2 separate regions of the Mus musculus genome follow, and region 2 is linked to region 1. The links are chromatin contacts, called in public promoter capture Hi-C maps. All regions are on one chromosome and are shown on one strand. The core of a region is the stretch at or near the end of the contact, and the rest is flanking DNA. Distances in the headings are between cores, read along the strand shown. Region 1 holds the start of Kdm2a (lysine (K)-specific demethylase 2A). Region 2 holds the start of Tm7sf2 (transmembrane 7 superfamily member 2).

Evidence for each region. Promoter capture Hi-C pulls out the DNA fragments that hold promoters and counts their contacts.
Region 2: a contact with region 1 is called in a promoter capture Hi-C map of liver, with 4 times the contacts expected there. The contact joins the promoter of Tm7sf2 here to the promoter of Kdm2a in region 1. A contact is called at or near these places in 1 of 39 promoter capture datasets (liver), 2 of 115 datasets of contacts at active chromatin or transcription factors (astrocytes and pancreatic cancer cells) and 2 of 9 other capture datasets (adipose tissue and liver).

What each region holds. Positions count from the first base shown.
Region 1 is chr19:4,395,728-4,400,299 of GRCm38.p6, reverse strand. It overlaps Kdm2a (lysine (K)-specific demethylase 2A), which reads left to right and starts at 3,223. Exons shown (of 21, transcript NM_001001984.2): 1 at 3,223-3,989. It overlaps 9430078G10Rik (transcription initiation factor TFIID subunit 4), which reads right to left and starts at 4,416. Exons shown (of 3, transcript XM_030251152.1): 1 at 4,407-4,416; 2 at 2,850-3,970; 3 at 1,659-2,189. The coding sequence starts at 4,416. The coding sequence ends at 1,659.
Region 2 is chr19:6,064,610-6,069,117 of GRCm38.p6, reverse strand. It overlaps Tm7sf2 (transmembrane 7 superfamily member 2), which reads left to right and starts at 1,268. Exons shown (of 10, transcript NM_028454.2): 1 at 1,268-1,449; 2 at 1,799-1,995; 3 at 2,096-2,150; 4 at 2,425-2,619; 5 at 2,704-2,807. The coding sequence starts at 1,398. Vps51 (VPS51 GARP complex subunit) reads left to right here. Exons shown (of 10, transcript NM_001081041.1): 8 at 1-92; 9 at 176-263; 10 at 743-1,276. The coding sequence ends at 1,003.

The DNA of each region.
Region 1 (4,572 bases), core at 1,974-4,473:
AAGCAAAAACAAACTACCACCAACAAAGAAAGATACTGGGGCTGATAAAATGGCCCAGTTGGTAAAGTGCTTGCCTGAGTTTGAGCCTTAGAATTCATGTAAAAAGAGATGGGTACTCATACTGTACTTGCAATCTTAATGATGGAATGGCATAGACAGATATTTCCTTAGCGTACCCTGGCCAGCCAGCTTACCTACTTGGGAGTTCCAGGTCAGTGGGAGACTTTGTCTCTAAAAGAAGAAAAAGGTAGATGGTCCCTGAGGAATGTTACCCAAGGTTGTCCTCTAGCCGATACACACCTTGCCTCCATACATAGGCTCGCATATTTGGGTTTGTATGCACTATGAGGGCAAGCAGACAGACACTGACACACATATGCATAAAAAGCTGAAATGAGTTTACAGTTTATTAAGATACCAGATGATTCCAGATAGGGACCATTTTATCAAGGCTTCTAGGATTTTTTTTCTTCCTTCTCATAAACCACTTATCTCCTCTTTCTTTAGCTCCATAGTTCAAAGGTCTAGTGGCCTTCTTGGGGAACTGCCCCAGTTCTAGACTTCTGGAATGATTAAAGGCAAAACAGTAGTCCTCCCAGATCTGCCCCTACCCATCAGAGCCACTATGATTTGGGGTAATACGATGGGCCATCTGCTTTGGTAGATGGCAGCCAGCCTGTAGAGACAGTATTGTTTAGTCAGTTCCCCTACTGTAGTGTAGTTGAGATTTTTGTTTTATAGCTACAAAAATCCTGATGTCTTTGGGGCCACACCTGCCACTGGATATAAAAGACTACCGCCTTTTTCTGAGACAGGGTTGCACTCTGTAAGGCCAAGCTGACCTGAATTCATTATCCACATAGGTTGGCTTTTAACTTATGGGACTCTTCCTGCCTCAGCCTCTGTGGAGTCCTAGGATTGCCTCCCAAGTGTGAGTCACCACACGGGTAAGAGTACTAGTTTAAAACATATTTTACTATAGCCTGGAACACCAAAAGAGGCCTTCAATCTGGCAAAGTTTCTGACAGTGACTCTTCGAAGCAATGCTCTAAAAAGTCTGAAAAGCAACTGGTATCAGAATAAAGTGACTTTGCTCAGTGCCTGGCTGCAAGATAATGAGACCATACAAACCAATCACTTTTGTTGTGAGATGTTTCTGTTGGCAGTTGCAGAGCTGTGAACCTCTATCACAGTAATATGCACACGTTTAATCTTATATTCCCATTGTTTAGTTTTAAAACGAGTTTAGAAACACAAAGCTCTTTCTCTTGTCTACTAAAGATGTGAAAAGCAGCAGAGAATGTCTGTTAAAATCCTGTGTGCAAAACTTTTTGCTGTATTAAGTAATACTTTGGATTTAAGGAGTGTCTTTCTTTACCCCAGTTCAAACTGTGATAGCAAAAGAAAGTATCATTTTTTCCAACTGTCGGCCACTAACGTCTTCCTAAAAGACCTAGAAGGCTGTTTACGAACGTTATTATGATAGCTCTACCACGGTAGTCTTCCTCTTCCAACCCAGACTCTTCAGAATCAAGGTGAAGAGTTGGAAACCAAGGCAGGGAGAAAAAAATGTGACACCAGTCAGCAAGGGGAAAGTGCCAACCTCAAGCACTTGGATGTGTAGCGTCCAGGCCACCGTCCTTTGTGGGATTTACAATTTAAACGGGCCTCAAAGCACGAGATTGGCTGGGGAACTGCCCTGAGCGCAGTTGGGCTGCTCGCATGGCATTGCTGTTACCTCTGGCTGGGCTCCGTCGACGTCCGGAGCCCGCTTGCCCGTCGGGCGGCTGTCGAGCCGCGGGAGCCGGTTCGTCGGCAGGGCCGAGCAGCTTGGGCCGCCGCTGCCCCATCGCTGACCCTCGCGCGAAGCTGCGCACACAAACCGGAGACATTTTCTCGGCTGGGCCTCCCTCGCAAGCCGCGGCCCTGGGGTTAGGGGCGGCCCGCGCCCCTCTCCGTGGGGGGTGCCCCGACTCGCCGGGGGCGGGGTCACGTCCCACCCGGGCCGCCGAGGGCACCGGCGCTACGGAAACCTGAGCGTGGCCAACAGCAGGGGCTCCCTGGGCCACCTCCCTGGGAGCCTGCGGCCCGCAGTGGGGTGTGCTAGCTGCTGCCACCCCTGAGCCGTCGTGGATCCCACTGTCGCGCACAGCACCTGTGGACTCCCTTGTCAAGCGTCTGGAGCTGCCCTGAGGGAACAGAGCTCGGGACAGACATGCTACTGCTACCGGTTCCTGCCCCTTCGGAGCGGCGAGGAGTGGGTGAGGCGAAACCGGTTCGCTGCACGGACAGGAGCTCCCCCCGTGCTAAGGGCGGCCAGGCCCTGCAGCGGGGGGCGCAGGGGCCTACTCCGGGATGGCGAGCAGGTGGGCCTCGGCCGGCCGGCGCGTGAGGGAGGGCGCCCGGCGGGAGGGCGCTTCTTTCCGTGCACTCCCTGGGTCTGACAAGACCCGAGCACAGCACCCGGCTCTGGCCCGCTCCCATGGCATGACCCCGGGGGACCCCGCGTTGAAGCGGCCAACGGCTGCCCTGACCCAGGCCGTCTGGCCCACGTTTGTGTGACCCGTCTGACCACCCAGCAGAGGTGGCTCGAAGGGGAAGGGGAGATGCTTCCTACTGCTTGGGGCGGGGTGCTGTGTTTTGTGGGGGTCGGGGGTCACAACCCTCCCTAGAGTAGTGGGGGAGGGAGGGCGGCTGGCGCAGCTGGCCGGCGGTGGGCGGGGTCACCGGCGAAGTTGCGAGTGTGTGTGTGTGTGTGTGTGTGCGCGCGCGCGCGCGTCTGTGTGTGCGTGTGTGTCTGTGTGCGGGTGTGGGGGAGAGAGAGAGCGCGCGCGGAGGAGGCTCGCGACTGGCGCGCAGGCGCAGGCACCCGGTCGAGCCGGCGACCTGAGAGGAGGCGGGCAGGGAGCGGGGGCGGTAGGCCGGCCAGAGGGCGTGCGGGCTGACGCGAGGGGGGGAGGGCGGGGAACCGCGTCGGCGTCGCGGGGCGCGGGCGATTCGAGGCCGACGCAATCGGCGCGTGCGCGCTCCGGCGGTGTGTCCGTGGTAGAGGGGGCGGGGTGGGGTGGGGGGAGTGACGCGTGCGCGTTCACGTGTGTCCCGGAGAGCGGTAAGACGCGCAGGGAGGCTCGAAAGAGGTGGGGGTGGAGAGGCGACGGGAGGGAGGGGGTGGTGGTGAAGAGAGGGCGCCTGCGCAGTGAGGCCGGAGGAGCTGTGTGTATGTGAGAATCTGACGGGTTCAAAATGGCGGCGGCTGCTTCAGCGGATCCTCCTGTGTGAGGGAAACAACACCCCTCCCCGGCAGCGGCGGCGGCGGCGGCGGCGGGCCGCAGAGCACCTTTCCAGTTCCCGGGCCCGTCGCGGTTGTTTCCCTCCCGGGCAGTGGGCTCTTCGCGTGGAAGGGCAACGTCAGGGGGCCCATCCCCCGGAGTCCCTCCTCTGCTACTGGGGAGTAGCTGGGGGTGTACGGGGGATCGTCCCGCAGCGCGGAGCCCCGGCTCAGGGGACGACGCAAAGGCAGCCGAAGGCCCCCGGTCAGGGCGCTTCGCTGCTCCCGCCCTCTCCGCCCCCCGGGGCCGGGGCCCGCGTTCCGGGGGGCCGGGCGGCGCGGGGAGCGTCGGCCGGGCGGGTCTCAGCTGATCGGCCGCGGTTCCTGGGCTTCGGTAGCGGCTGTGGCCGGCTGAGGGTACCGAGAGGAGGGTGTTTCCCGCGGCCCGGTTGACCCGGGTCTCGGGCTGGGGCTGCTGACCGCCAGCTTGGGGGAGTAGCCGAGTGGTCTTGCTTCCCTGACGCCTCGGACGCGGAGTCTGTAAAAGCCAGAAGAGGAGGTTTGATTCAGTAACTGTTTCCTCTTTTCCGGGTCGCTCTGACCCTTCTCTGGATACTGGGTTAATACACAGAAATACCGAAGACGACGTTTGGGATTTTATTTTGTCTGTGTTTGGAATTTTACTTCTCTCTTGGACAAGAACTCAAGAACAAAATCCTCGGTGAGATTTCCCCTCCCCCCTCCCCCGCCCTGGGAAGTTTGGTTCCCGGTCTTATCTAAAGACTTAATGTAAAGTTTTTATTTCTTTGCAAGGGGTGAGCCACAGAACGCCTTTTCCCTAGGGGAGCAGTCGAGGTTTACCGCTTTGCTGTCCGGCCCTGGGGTGCAGACTGTGTCCCTCGCGACCGAGGCCGAGGAGGGCAGTGCCACGAACTGCTCTCGCAAACTATGTCATCGGGTCCTCTGAAAGGATTTTGTTAACGTGGCCGTATTATATTTACAAGAGAGAAAAAAAACATTTGTATATCCAATTAGAAGCCATTATTCTGGAGAAAGATATTTAGAAAAACGAAAACCCTTGCTTGGTGTTGTGGATTGATTGACGTGCCAACCGGCCTTTATTTAATGGATGTTTCACCCGTATCCATATATCGAGACGTTTCATTTATTATTTACTCATCTAGATTAGATGGTATTTTTGCCTCCGTTTGCAACTCTCAAATTTGTTCTGTAGTTGTCCACCTTGAGGTGGATGGTAGTTTGGGGAAGGCAGTTCCTTACTAGAAGGATATGGGACATTGGTT
Region 2 (4,508 bases), core at 19-2,518, 1.7 Mb before region 1:
AAGGCCCAGAGCAGTGACTCAAGCAAAAGGACTTTCTCTGTGTACAGCAGCTCCCGGCAGCAGGGCCGCTATGCACCCAGCTACACACCCAGGTCAGGCTGCTAGGAGCCTCCCTGAGAGACAGAAGAGGGAGGCTGGGCAGAGTGGCCTCTCACTCTTTCTTTCCCCCTTCCAGTGCTCCCATGGACACAAACCTCCTGAGCAATATTCAGAAGCTGTTCTCTGAACGGATCGATGTGTTCAGCCCCGTGGAATTCAACAAGGTCTGAAGTACCTTCTCCTCTACATCCCAGGGGAAGGGTGGCTCCCACACTAACCCAGAGAGCCCTAGGACCACATCTGAGCAGAATTAAAGATCACTTTACGTAATCTCTGTCTCTAGGTCCAGAGCAAAACCACCTTGTCCACACTTTACTCTCCAAACTAGTCTTTAGTCATCGGGGGTTCCCACTCATATCTTGATCTCTGCCCCTCCGAAGCCCAAGCTCAGCAATATCTTTCCTCCATTTTACTTTGTAGTCAGTGGTGACTGCTGCCCATCGTATTCATGAGGCCCCATCTCTGATCTGACCACCGGGGTTTACCTGCCCTCGCCTTTATGGTGGCAACATTGCATTGTTCCCTTCTTAGCTGAGCCCTAGAAATTTCTGTCTTTATCTCCCTTGCCTCTGCTCAGAATTTGGATGTATCCTCCTCCCCAAAAGACGGCAATCCTGAGCTGCATCCCTGTGTCCACCTGCAGGTGTCGGTGCTGACTGGCATCATTAAGATCAGCTTGAAGACACTACTGGAGTGTGTGCGCCTACGCACCTTTGGGCGCTTTGGGCTGCAGCAGGTGCAGGTGGACTGCCACTTCCTGCAGCTTTACTTGTGGCGCTTTGTGGCTGATGAGGAGCTAGTGCACCTGCTGCTGGACGAAGTAGTAGCCTCAGCTGCTCTGCGCTGTCCCGACCCAGTGCCCATGGAACCTAGTGTTGTCGAGGTCATCTGCGAGCGCGGCTAGAATCTGCCAACGAGTCGCGTAGTAGCCCTATCGCCCTGTCCTCCCTGTGCCCTGTTCTCATCCTAGAGGCCCTTCCCCGCTGGCGGGTTCATGGATCCTTCTAATAAACTTATGTGTCCTCCTCCTTCCTCTTGCCTGCAGGGGCGGGACCCGCCCGGGTTGGGTTTCAGTGCCGAAGCTTCTGAGGCGCCAGCATGGGGCCCGCCTCCCAGCGCTGATTGGCTACTGTGCTGGGCCCAGGGTGGGCAGAGGGCGCGTCCATTTAAAGATCAATGAACAAGAGCAGCAGCTTTTCCACCTCCGTGTCTGATGCAGAGCCATAACCCGGCATGGGGCGGTTTGTGTTTCCTTGATCGACTTTTGTGAACCATTGTTCCCCGGCAAAGCAGAGATCATGACTTCTCGTGAGGCCTCCCAGGCCCCACTGGAATTCGGGGGGCCGTTGGGTAAATGGGAAGGTTTGGGGTGGAGGCTGACCTGATGCCACTTAACGGGAGCAGGATAGGATACGAGCTCTATAGAAGGCTCGGAGCAGAAGGATCCGGTGCGCGGGTGTCGGGGTGTCTGCAGAAGAGGAGGGAGTGCTGACAGCAGCACAGCGGGGAGTTTGTGTAATGAAAGACAGTTGGGAGAGCAGGATGGTCTTTGGGAATGCCAGAGGGCAGAGGAACAAGATGAAAATTAAGATAGGAGTATGGCGCTGGGAAACTGCTAAGCAGGCAGGTGACTCAAGGCGCCCGAGGACTTGAGAGAGCTCTTGGGAGCAGTCACGCTACACAGTGGCCCTCTTTCCAGGCGTCGCGGCTTTACTGATCCTGCTGCCTGCCACCATGTTCCACCTGCTCCTGGCGGCTCGCTCGGGCCCGGCGCGCCTCCTGGCCCTACCGGCCTATCTGCCTGGGCTGGAGGAGCTGTGGAGCCCATGGGCTCTGCTGCTATTGTTCATCTGGCTCGGCCTGCAGGTGGCGCTCTATTTGCTGCCTGCACGCAAGGTGTGTGATCTGTTTTAACACACCAGGGAGGAGGGTGCAGGGAGGGCTGGAGCCTGGGAAGTCATCCCCAGCTCTTATAAAACCTGCCCTGTACCCGCAGGTGGCCGAAGGCCTGGAACTGAAGGACAAGAGTCGCCTGCGCTACCCTATTAATGGTGACTGGGGTTCCCCCCCCTCCCTGAATCGCAGTTAACATGGGTTGGGGTGGGTTCCAAGGGTGGTGGGAGGTTTATGGACCAGCTCTGATGACATGTTTGTGCCCTTATGGGAACCTCGCCGTGCATCTACCTCTTTTGCTACTACTCAGCTCCAGGCCAATGGCCAATGTTCTCCCAGAACTGCGTGTGTGTGTGTGTGTGTGTGTGTGTGTGTGTGTTGGCTTTGGAAGTATGCAAGCCACCCCAGGGCTCACTCTGTGCTGTGGTTCAGGCTTCCAGGCTCTGGTGCTAACAGCCCTGTTGATGGGGCTGGGGGTGTCAGTGGGGCTGCCCCTGGGGGCACTCCCTGGAATGCTCCTGCCCTTGGCCTTTGCGACCACTCTCACCAGCTTTATCTTCAGCCTCCTCCTCTATGCGAAGGCTTTGGTAGCTCCTGCCTCAGCCCTGGCTCCTGGGGGAAACTCAGGTGAGAAGGGTCCCAGTGAGGTAGGGATGAGGTAGGTGGGATGCATGCATACCTGGTGTGCCTTCACCTTCTGTTGTTCCCCAGGAAATTCCATGTATGACTTCTTTCTTGGACGGGAGCTGAACCCTCGCCTCGGTTCCTTTGACTTCAAATATTTCTGTGAGCTGAGACCTGGCCTCATTGGCTGGGTATGCTGACATGCTGGACTTAATTCTGCTGGACTTGGGCCAGGAGAAGAGCAGAGTGGGCTAGCATTGCTGGGTGGGCAGCAATCATTCATTCATTCATTTGCCAATATGTTGCTGTGTTATGAACCTATGGTTTTGCTTTAATAGAACAAGAGGGTTTTTAATATAAAATCTTGAGAGAGAGAGAGAGAGAGCGCGCGCATTTGGCTTATGTACATAAAGCCCTAGATTCCAACCCTAGCACCACAAAACTAAATCTATACCACAGTGATGACAGGCTGTATGGGGGAGCAAAGCAGGCAGCGAGCTGGGAAAGCAGGTGCAGCTTCGGATGTAGCGGCCAAATATAAAATCAACTTCAAAGACAGCTAAGGAGAAGCTTGAAGGACCAGGCAACTGCCTCCAGGGATTGTCAGATTTAACACCTTGTTTGTCATTGGTGGCCTTGACAACAGGCCAGCTGTTCTTGTGTTAAGATCACATGTACATGGGGTACATGGGTGGTGGCCAAGAGCTCCAAAGGGGCTCAGGCAAGGTCCTGCCTTCACTGTAGAGGCAGGAGTGCCCATGTCCACTGAATCTGAGTTTGGATTTGGTTTAGTTTTGAAACAGGTCTCACTCGGATAGTCCAGACTAGTCTCAAAATCAAGGTTCCTTCTACTTCCCTCAGCTAATCAAGTAACTAGGATTACAGTTACTACAATCCCACCAGGCCTAGTCCCAACATTAATCGGAGACTGGCCTGTCAACATATATGCCAGAATATAAGGTTATTTTCTCACTCATAAAACAGGATTGAATGAAATTTTCTTCTACAATTTCCTGTGAGGGCTGGGTGTAGTAGGGCATGCCTTTGATCCCAGCACTCCAGAGGCAATAGCAGGCAGATCTCTGTGAGTTCAAGGCCAGCCTGGTCTATATGGTTCCAAATCAACCAAAGCTACTTAGTGAAACTCTCTCTCTCTCTCTCTCTCTCTCTCTCTCTCACTCTCTCTCTCAAGAAAATACCACATCAGTATTACTGAAGAAACTACACTATTCAGGCCACTGGAGCTACTAGAAAGAGAGTCTAAAGCCAGGCAGTGGTGGTGCACACCCTTAATCCAGCACTTTGGCAGAGACAGGTGGATCTCTGAGTTCGAAGCTAGCCTGGTCTACAGAAAAAGTTTCAGGACAGCGAGGGATACACAAAGAAACCCTGACTTATTTATATTTTTTAAAGATGTATTTGATTTATATGAGTACACTGTAGCTGTTTCCAGACACACCAGAAGAGGGCATCAGATCTCTTTACAGATGGTTGTGAGCCACCATGTGGTTACTGGGAATTGAGCTCATGATCTTTGGAAGAGCAGTCAGTGCTCTTATCCACTGAGCCATCTCTCCAGCCCACCCCTTTTAAAAAAATATTTATTTATTTATTAAAGTACACTGTAGCTATCTTTAGACACTCTAGAAGAGGGCGACAGAACTTGTTATGGATGGTTGTGAACCACCATGTGGTTGCTGGGAATTAAACTCATGACCTTTGGAAGAGGTCATCTCTCCAGCCCCAAACTCTGACTTATAAAGAAGATGACAAAAAGGAGGAGGAGGAGGGGGGCCAGGTGGTGGTGTCGCACGCCTTTAATCCCAGCACTTGGGAGGCAGAGACAGGTGGATTTCTGAGTTCGAGGCCAGCCTGGTCTACAAAGTGAGTTC